Linked DNA regions of Ovis aries: region 1 is linked to region 2. Evidence: chromatin contacts called from public Hi-C data. All regions are on one chromosome and are shown on one strand. Each heading gives the region's core, a stretch centred on a gene start, on an enhancer-like site or on the middle of the called end of the contact. The rest is flanking DNA. Distances are from core to core; before and after follow the strand shown.

Region 1 (4,288 bases), core at 1,082-3,581, 140 kb after region 2:
CGTGGAGGAGATGTGCCCCGCTGTCAGCTTCCCTGTCGTGTCAGATGCTAGAGCCATTCCGGCCAAGAATAATTCTGAGAAGAAAGAGCTTCTGAATCACTATAAACACAGTTATTTTGCAAAAGGGCAAAACTGAAAAAAAAAATGTTTTAAAAAGCATTACAGTTATAGAAATGTGTCGCCTAAAATACTTTGTAACGGTTTGTGGGAATGTGCCGAGCCACATTATGAAAGGACCCTGAGAGAGACTTTTCAAGGGCAACCTGCAAAACCAGCGCTGAGCCGAGGCGCTTGCCTGACCCACCCTGGAGATGTCACAACACACGGCTCCCAGGGCCGCTCCGATGTCGGCCCCGGGGGGACCAGGCCTCAAGTTATGAGGGATGGCAGAGGATTCCCTCTAGAGCGGCTGACACCTCTGCCTGCCCTTCTGGCTGCTCAGTACACCCTCTGAAAAGCTGGAATCTTAAAGGAAAGCTTTGCACTTTGATTAAGGAGAAAAAAAAGAGGTCTACCACCACTTCCTCAATTGTCACAGCTCTTTCGCCACTGGGAATGATGAAGATAAGGTAAAAATAGACACAGTCATGATTTGTTACTTAGCAAGGACTCCGACGGCCACGCTTGAGTGCACCCGTGAATTTAGAGCTTATCTCTCAGGTGTCTTAAGCTGGTCCTAGAGATCTGCACCCCCAGCCCTCTTTTGGGTTCAATCCCTCTTCCCCAGCCCAGCCCTCCACTCAGCTCTGTGCACAGACCTCTCCTGCTGGGAAAGATGGAGACTGAGCTGCAAATTCTTAATCTCTGTGTGAACTGTAAATATGAATCAATTTAATCCTCCCAGCAATTCCACAGGGGCAGTTACCATCATCACCTCCATCATCACCATTATCACCATCACTATCATCATATCACTATCTTCACCAACATCACCATCTTCATTATCATATCACCATCTTTATCATCACCATCATCAATATCAACCTCATCATCACTGTTGTATCTAGTAAGTTGCCCAGAGTTAGTGTGGTTGGCAGAATAATGACTCCCCTCACACCCCCAGAATATGTTGCCTGCTATGGCAAAAGGGGCTTTGCAGATATGATTAGGGACCTTGATGTGAGATTCTTCTGGACACTCCAGGTGGCTCCAGGTAACCACAAGGAGGGAGACAGGAGGCTCAGAGTCATGGAAAGATGTGAGGACAGAAGAAGAGTCAAGAGACTGGCAGCGGCCGTGCTGCTGGATTTGAAGGTGCAGGAGGGGGCCCTGAGCCGAGGGAAGCAGTGCCTCTAGAAGCTGGGGAAGGCCAGGAGCCAGACTCCCCCCTGGAGCCTCCAGAAGGAGCAAAGCCCAGCCAGTGCCTCAGCGTCAGCCCAGTGAGACCCACGCCAGACCTCCGACTCCCAGAACTCGGGGGACAGGTCGGCGCTATCGCTAGCTGCTGAATTTGTGCTCATATGTTATGGCAGCAACAGGAGCCGAACTGATGAGTGACTTTACAACCCGAATCTCCTGCTTTGTAACTGAGTGCCGCCTCGGAGCAGGGCCAGACTCATCATGATGCTAGCTGCCGGTGTCCACACGCACCATGGGGCTGACCGACCCCCAGCCCCCAGCACCCCTCAACCCCCGAGACGGCTGCATGAGGCCGTGTTCTGGCCGCGCTGAGCTGGAAATGGTCCCGTGCTCAGCCCGGCTGGGAGCTGGCTTTGAACTCTGACCAAGTGGGAGATTGGAAAAGTGACTTTTGCCCAGATGTCTGTCTGAGCAGACAGAACAGAGGAAAATGGCCCCCCACTGCCTCTTCCTGACCAGAGGGGGAGGCGTCTTCCTTGCAGAGGGCGAAATGAATGTCCCTCTTGGTTCACAGCTGGTCAGACCCGGATCTTTCACATTAAAAAAAAAAAAATGCAAAGGGGACAAAAAAAAAAAAAGGAAAGAAAAGAAAACCAGAAGCTGGGGTTGGAGGGCAGGAAGAAAATGCAGTGACTCTGGAGGGCTTGGTCTGAGCTTGAGACCTGGGGGGTGCTGAGGGGCCTGGCCCGGCTCCCCCTGTGGAGGCAAGAGGGTGACTGGGCAGTGTGGTGGCCTCGGAGACTCCTCAGCCCCTGCAGCGCTGGGCTGAGACCTGAGTGGGGCGGGAACACGCCCGCTCCAGGAAGAATCTGAGGCAGAGGAACTCGGCACAAACCCAACTTCTCTAAAAGTATTAAAAGCCTGTGGCCCACAGAGGCCTGGCTGCAAGGCCCCTTGGGCACTGACAGCGGGTCCCTGACGGTTGAGACCCAGCGTGGTCCTGGCATTGAGCAATAGGGCTCTGCCTGGGCCCCAGGCCCTCTGCCCGCCCTGCCCTGCTCCCACGGAGGGCGAGGAGAGGCCGCTGCTGGGGTGCGTGTGTGACCGTGCCTCTGTGCATGTGCGTGAGTGCATGTGTAGGCCTGCGTGGCCTTGCACGCTGGTGTGTGTGCCAGCGAGTGGCTCCACAGCCCTCCTCGAGGCCCCGGGGTCTCAGGCTGCCCTGGTGCCCTCTTCTCCAAGGACAGTCAGAAGAGCTGTCCGCTGGGCCCCAGCACAGACCCTGGGCTGCTGCGGTCTGCCAGGGGACAGATAGTAGTGATAGATAAGGAACTGACTGAGCTCTTACTAGGTGCCAGGCTCTGTTCTAATAAGCTCGTCAAGCCTATGGGATAAGAACTAGTTTTCGTCCCATTGAGTGGAGCAGAACTGAAGCCCAGAGAGGTGGAGTCATTTTCCTGAGGTCACACAGCATTGGCACAAGGTGGGAGGAAGCCTGGTTCCAGGGCCGACGCCTGAAAATTCCACTCCATGACTTCGAGTGCCAGCCTGAACCGCCTGGGCAGCTGTGGCCTCAGCAGGGAGCCCTTCCTCTCACTCCCGGGCCCTCCGGAGGCTGGGAAGCCATCTGGCGACCTTGCAGAGAGCCCTCAGTGGGCTGTGGCTGCACTGATGGTCCTGAAGGAGGGGGGTCAAGTGGCGGTGGTAGTGGGCACTGTTGGGCTCCGAGGCCCCCGGCTACGAATTGTGCAAGTGTGGATGAAATAGTCGTCCCCTGTCTCTAGGGCCTGGCCCCTCTGTCTTTGCTCCACGGCGTCTTGCTGAGGCCCCCAGCTCCGGGACGCACGGGTGACGCCTGTCCTTGCGGCCCTGCTCCTCCCCGGCCAGGGCTTCCTGCCTGCCGGAAGGGCAGCGGGGCATGCGGCTTTCCTTCCTGGTGTCTGGCTGTGCCACCCGGGAGCCAGCCCAGCCCCGCCGTGCTTCCTCCCACGCGGAGTGGGGCTGTGCCCGTGCTGGCCATGTGGGCGCCTGGCCCAGACACCCGCGGGGCACCTGCCCCCTCCTGGCCCAGGACAAAGGACGGAGTCCTTGCTCCCTGAGCTCTCACCGCCACCCCTTCTGGGCCATTCGCCTGCATCACGGCGCGGCGGGGACAGGACCACGTGTGGCCTGGCTCCGGGGGATCCAGGTGGGGATAATGGTGTCCACTGCCGGGGGAGGTCTGCAGAGTGGCAGCCCTAAGCTTGGTCCTGGGGACTCCACTGTGGGGCTCATCTGCCAGCCCCTCAACTTTCTAGCCATGGGACCTAGCAGTCATCTTGGCGCCTTGGTGTCCACGTTAGTGATGTGGGGGCAAAGTGGCAGCTTCCGTCCCACCAGGTTTGGGCCGCGCAGCACGTGAGAAGTGCTCCCTGCAGGGGGCTGAGACCGTCACCTCCTCAGAGGATGGGCAGCAGTGCTCCGAGCTGTGCCCTGGCTGGGGACTGATGGCTGTTGTCAGCCCTGTCAGCCCATTGTGAAGATGGGCAAATAAAGGCTCACACGTCAGATCTGAGGTTCTGCACTGGTCCCACTTTGTCCTCTTCTTCTGCCCTCTCGAATATTAGGGAAGCCAGTTTGCCCCAAACACTTCACTTATAGGAAGTCAAGAGCAGCGTCTCGGGGCAAACACCTGCCCTGGCGTGGGTGAAGCTGCTGCATGAATGTCCACTCACACTGGACACGTCCTGGGACCTGCTTCTTCCTGTTGAGGAGAATCCTGGGGCAGGGCAGGGAACCAGCAGGGCGGCTAACACCTGCCGGGAGCAGACGGTGGGGAGAGCGGGTCCCTGTTTCTGCCGTCAGAAGCCCTGGCTTGGTTCAAAGCCCGATCTTGCTCATAGCTGAGACACCGTCTCTAGTGGGATTTAATCGCCTTCCGCTTCAGTTTACCTGTTTGCACGGGGGTCTGGTGAGAACGGGACAGGTGAAGCTCTTACGGGCTTCCCCG
Region 2 (4,200 bases), core at 632-3,131:
CTATCCATCCATCAATGCACATTTGCACAATTGTCTGAGAAGACTCCAGACATCATCGTGTTTTATCCACGGATATGTCAAAGTGCTCTTAAAGATGAGGACTTTTTTTTTTTTTTTTTAAAGCATCACAGTCATAACATGATTCCATGCAGACAACTTAGCAGTAATTCGCGTGTATCATCGGACAGCTCAGGCAGGGGCCACGTCGCTCCAGGTCTCTCATGAACGTTTCCCTGAAGTCGGTTTGCTTGAATTAGGATCCAGGAAAGGCTGCTGTGCCTGTGAGTCTCCCGTATTCCTCTCTTCTCTGTCTGGCCGTTCGTTCGCTGAGGAGACTTGGTTGTTGTGTGGGTGGATGTCTCACAGGCTGACGTGGATCGTGTGTCTCCGTGTGTCCCTGTGTCCCCCAGGCTGGGCCCAGCTCGAGCTTACCTACCTCAGAGGGCACCGTGTCCTTCCTGTGACCTTGCATGGAGCAGGAGGGTGGCAGTTAGCACCATCACTGTATGGTTTGTTTGTTTTCCCTCCTTTACATTTCTTGCTACTCTATTTTGAAACGGTTTTGGACTTGCAGGCGCATAAGAGTATCTCAGAGCATTCCTGTGTACCCTTCGCCCTGAGACCCCACCCGGGTTTCCTGACAGCTGGGACCCAGGGCTCCAGCCTGCTCTCGCAGCGGGACCCCATTCAGGATCACGGGATGACCTGTTGTCTGCCTGGATCTGTTCTGAGTGTCTCCTTGGCGTTCACGGCCTGGACATGTTTGAACAGTCCAGTCTTTTCTCAGATGCCTCTCGATTTGGGTTTGTCTGATGTTTCCTCACAGTGAGATGCAAATTATGCATTTTGTCTGGAAAATCACAGAAACAATGCTAAGTTCTTCTCAGGGGTTCTGTGTTTAGGGGTGGGACAGTGCACAATGGAAAGCTGTCCGTGTTTATCCACTGACGTCAATGTGCATTCCTGGATTCCTGTTTATTCAAGGCCAGACCCTGTTACAATTGATGTTTGCCTTCATCCTCATTACCCATGCACCTCTTTTCCTTCTGTATTTATCGCTGGCTGTGCTGGGTCTTTGTTGCTCTGCGTGGGTTTTCTCTAGCTGAGATAGCGGGACCTAGTCTCATGGGGCACAGTCTCCAGGCGCACAGGTTCAGGAGTGTGGCCTTCGAGCTTAGTTGCTCCTCGGCATGTGGGCTCTTCCCATACCTGAGATCAGCACTGTGACCCCCACTTTGGCAGCCAGATTCTTGCCCACTGTGCCCCAAGGGACGTCCAACCGACGCATTTCTGAAAGCCGCTTTTGTACTGAGCCGTCTACAACAGGGCTTGTCCTGCAGCAGGACCTATGACCGCCTCCTTCTGTCTGAGCATGGCCTCGTTGTTCCGTGACATGACAGTTCCATTGACGGTCCCTTTATCTGTCTCCACTTCCCCCAACATCACTGCAGGAACCTTGTTCCCTGTGGGAGGCATTCTATTTTAGAAAGCACCAGTTACTAGAAATTTCTTCTTCCTTTTGAACCAAACCCGCCTCACTGCAGCTTCCATCCACTCAGTCCTGCTGGCAGGAGCCATGGGCTCTACAGCCAAGTGCTTGCCCCCCCAAGGGTCACAGAAACTGGCGAGGAAGCTCCCGGGTCCCCCACAGCTTCCTGTCTCCAGGTGCCGGCCGTGTCCCTTCCAGCTCCCCTGCCGCCCTGGCCGCCCAGCCCTTGCCACCACCGCTCTCAGCACAGCCCGTCTGCAGGAGTGAGTCCGCAGTGAGCACAGGCCTCCCCGTGGCCTGACCACCGGGGCCCCAGGCCTCCTTGCTTTCGGACTCCAGGTCTGACTGCCAGTTGCTGCCGCTTACATTTGGTGCCGCAAGTTACTGCTGACCCAGCCGGATCAGTGTGGCCAGGTCTGTAGGGCGAGGTGACGCAAGCTTTTTATTGGCACCCTCAACTGAATTCTCCCTGCAGCCCTGGAAACAGACGTGACTATCCACGTTTACAAGGCGGGGGTTAGCCAGTCCCCCGCACAGAGCCCTCCTCAGATTAGAGTGCAGGGGCCCTTTGGGCGGCTGTGAGCAGACCCTTAAGGGGAGGTTTGGGGCCCCAGGCTGGTAGCAGGGGAGGAGCTGCCCCAACCCCAGGCCAGAAGGGGTGGTGGGGGAGAAGTTTTTGGAACCAGAAGGAGAAAGTGCTGTGACTCAGCCTCCGTGAGAGGAGCAGGGGCCTGTGGTGAAGGGACACGGCCAGTGGTGGGAGTGGGGGTGTGCCCGGCAGGTAGATGCCCAACAGTGCCCTTCCCCCTCCTCCAGGCTCCCAGAGGGCTCCCCATTAGCTGACCTCCACCCTATTCCCGAGCCGCACAGGCGGAGGACAGGACGGAGGGTGGAAGATTCTGGCACAGAGGTCTAGCGGGCGGCCCGAGGTCCGAGACGGAGCCAGGGGGCTGCTCGCAGGTGGGCTCTAGACCAGGGGTCTCAGCTCGCCCCTCCTCTCCTCCCCCTCCCTCAACCACGTGCTGTCTGTGTCGTGGAGGCGCCCAGCTCCGTGCCTGGCGGGCTGCGCTCCTGTCACAACGAGCCAGCCGGTGAGCCGGGCCGGTGAGCGAGTGAGGCCCTCTGCGCTCAGCAAGTGTCCCGGGAGGCCGGCACTGAGCCCGAGGTCCTGGCTGAGCCGGGCCACCAGGCCCCCCGTCCTCCAGAGCCGCCTGTGCAGTGTGTCCGCCCTGCGGGGCTGGCTTCTGCTGCTGCTCAGCTCAGGGCCTGTCGGAAAGAGCTGCTCTTCCGATGGACGGTGCTCGCCGACAGAGCAGGTGGAGCAGCCGCTCCACTCGGTTTATTTTCCCACTTCATCTGCTTTACTTGTGAAATGGAAACCGTCGGCCTGAGCGTCGGAATTACATTTGCGTGTGGAGAGCTGGCAAGGGAGGAAAGTGAAGCCGGAGCTGGAACCCTCGTGCCGTGTGACCACGCGTGCCAGGAGCCATCACAGGAGCCCTGGGCTTGACCAGGCCTCACACCTCAGTGTCTGCAGCCCAGCACATGGAGCTGGGTGGCGATCTGCCACCTTCCCCATGTCCACAGACGACAGCACAAACACGGGGCCAGGCCAGACTGAGCGGAGAGGCAGGCGGGCGTGGTCTCCACCCCATGCAGACTGAATGGCCCTGTGGAGGATGTCAGCGTAGCAGAAGGAAGACCAGCTTCCTCAGTGGAGAGAGGGACTCAGACCGCCGTGAGTGTCTGGAGAAGGGAGGGTCCCAGAGGCCACTGTCCTTCCAGGGGGTGCCCAGCGCGGTCTGGATCAATTCTGCCCAGCAGCATCCTGGGGCCTGCTAGCTGTGGGTGCCTGTCCTCCGCAGGATGGAGGATCCAGACCTTTTATCCAGGGCTGCAGTTCATCTGCTCCAGGCAGCCCCTGCAGTCTGGCCCTGAGCCTGCCGAGACACTGCCTGTTTATGGCCCGGCTTCCCGTGCAGATGTGTCTAGAGGCAGAGGCTACGCAGGTAACGCCGACAGGCGCCTTCCAGCCCCCGACACACCAGGGTCACAGTGACGGTCCACACGGCAGCCTCCTGGTTTCCCAAGCGAGTCTGGCGAGCTGGAGTCTGCACTTGTTCCACGTCTCTGAGGCTGGCAGGCCCCGGAGCAGCAGGATTAATGGGACAAGGGGACGAATGCCACCTGGCCTCCCCAGCCACCCTGAGGTCCGCATTCCAGATCCACCTCCGCAGTGGCAGAGGTATCAGGACAGGGCTTGGGGTCCTGGGGTGGAAGCCCCTTCTGGAAGCAGGACATGGTTATTCTTGTCATTCAGAGAAGATGAGTGGGAAGTATTGTAGTGCTCAGCCCAGGGAGTCATGGCGGGGTGAGGCCCTCTGTCTCGGGGGCCTGGCCGCAGCCCCACAGACACCAAGCAGCCAGCGCTCCTGCGCACGCATGGGCACTGGTGCTGCCTGCAGAGGAGGGGGTGCGGTTCTCACAGAAGCCCTGGGGGCAGCTCCGGGCTTCTGGGCCCTGCCGCCGAGTCCCTTTGTGCCGTGTGTTGGAGAACATTGGTTCTGAAGCCAGAAAGGCTTGTGGAGCTCCCAGTCCAGCCCCTCACTGGACACCAGCCCCGTGCTTACTCTGGTTCCTTCCTCCATGGCTGCTGGTAGATTAGCAACCAGCTGGCCTGGGGGAGAGCCCTGATTCCTTGGTGCCGGCCC

The links. Hi-C and Micro-C count contacts between places; a contact is called where the count stands out from the background.
Region 1: a Hi-C map of liver shows a contact between it and region 2, with 2.7 times the contacts expected there. The contact joins two enhancer-like sites. A contact is called at or near these places in 2 of 16 Hi-C or Micro-C datasets (blood and liver).

What each region holds. Positions count from the first base shown.
Region 1 is chr14:11,466,175-11,470,462 of ARS-UI_Ramb_v3.0, forward strand. No RefSeq gene overlaps it. Among named protein-coding and RNA genes, the nearest start is that of IRF8, 110 kb to the left of the region's middle. Within about 2 kb of position 2,332, at least 9 of the 54 cell types and tissues checked have an H3K27ac peak or open chromatin away from gene starts, as enhancers often do. A contact at or near this core is called in liver, where this site is marked.
Region 2 is chr14:11,328,635-11,332,834 of ARS-UI_Ramb_v3.0, forward strand. No RefSeq gene overlaps it. Among named protein-coding and RNA genes, the nearest start is that of EMC8, 24 kb to the left of the region's middle. Within about 2 kb of position 1,882, at least 2 of the 54 cell types and tissues checked have an H3K27ac peak or open chromatin away from gene starts, as enhancers often do. A contact at or near this core is called in liver, where this site is marked.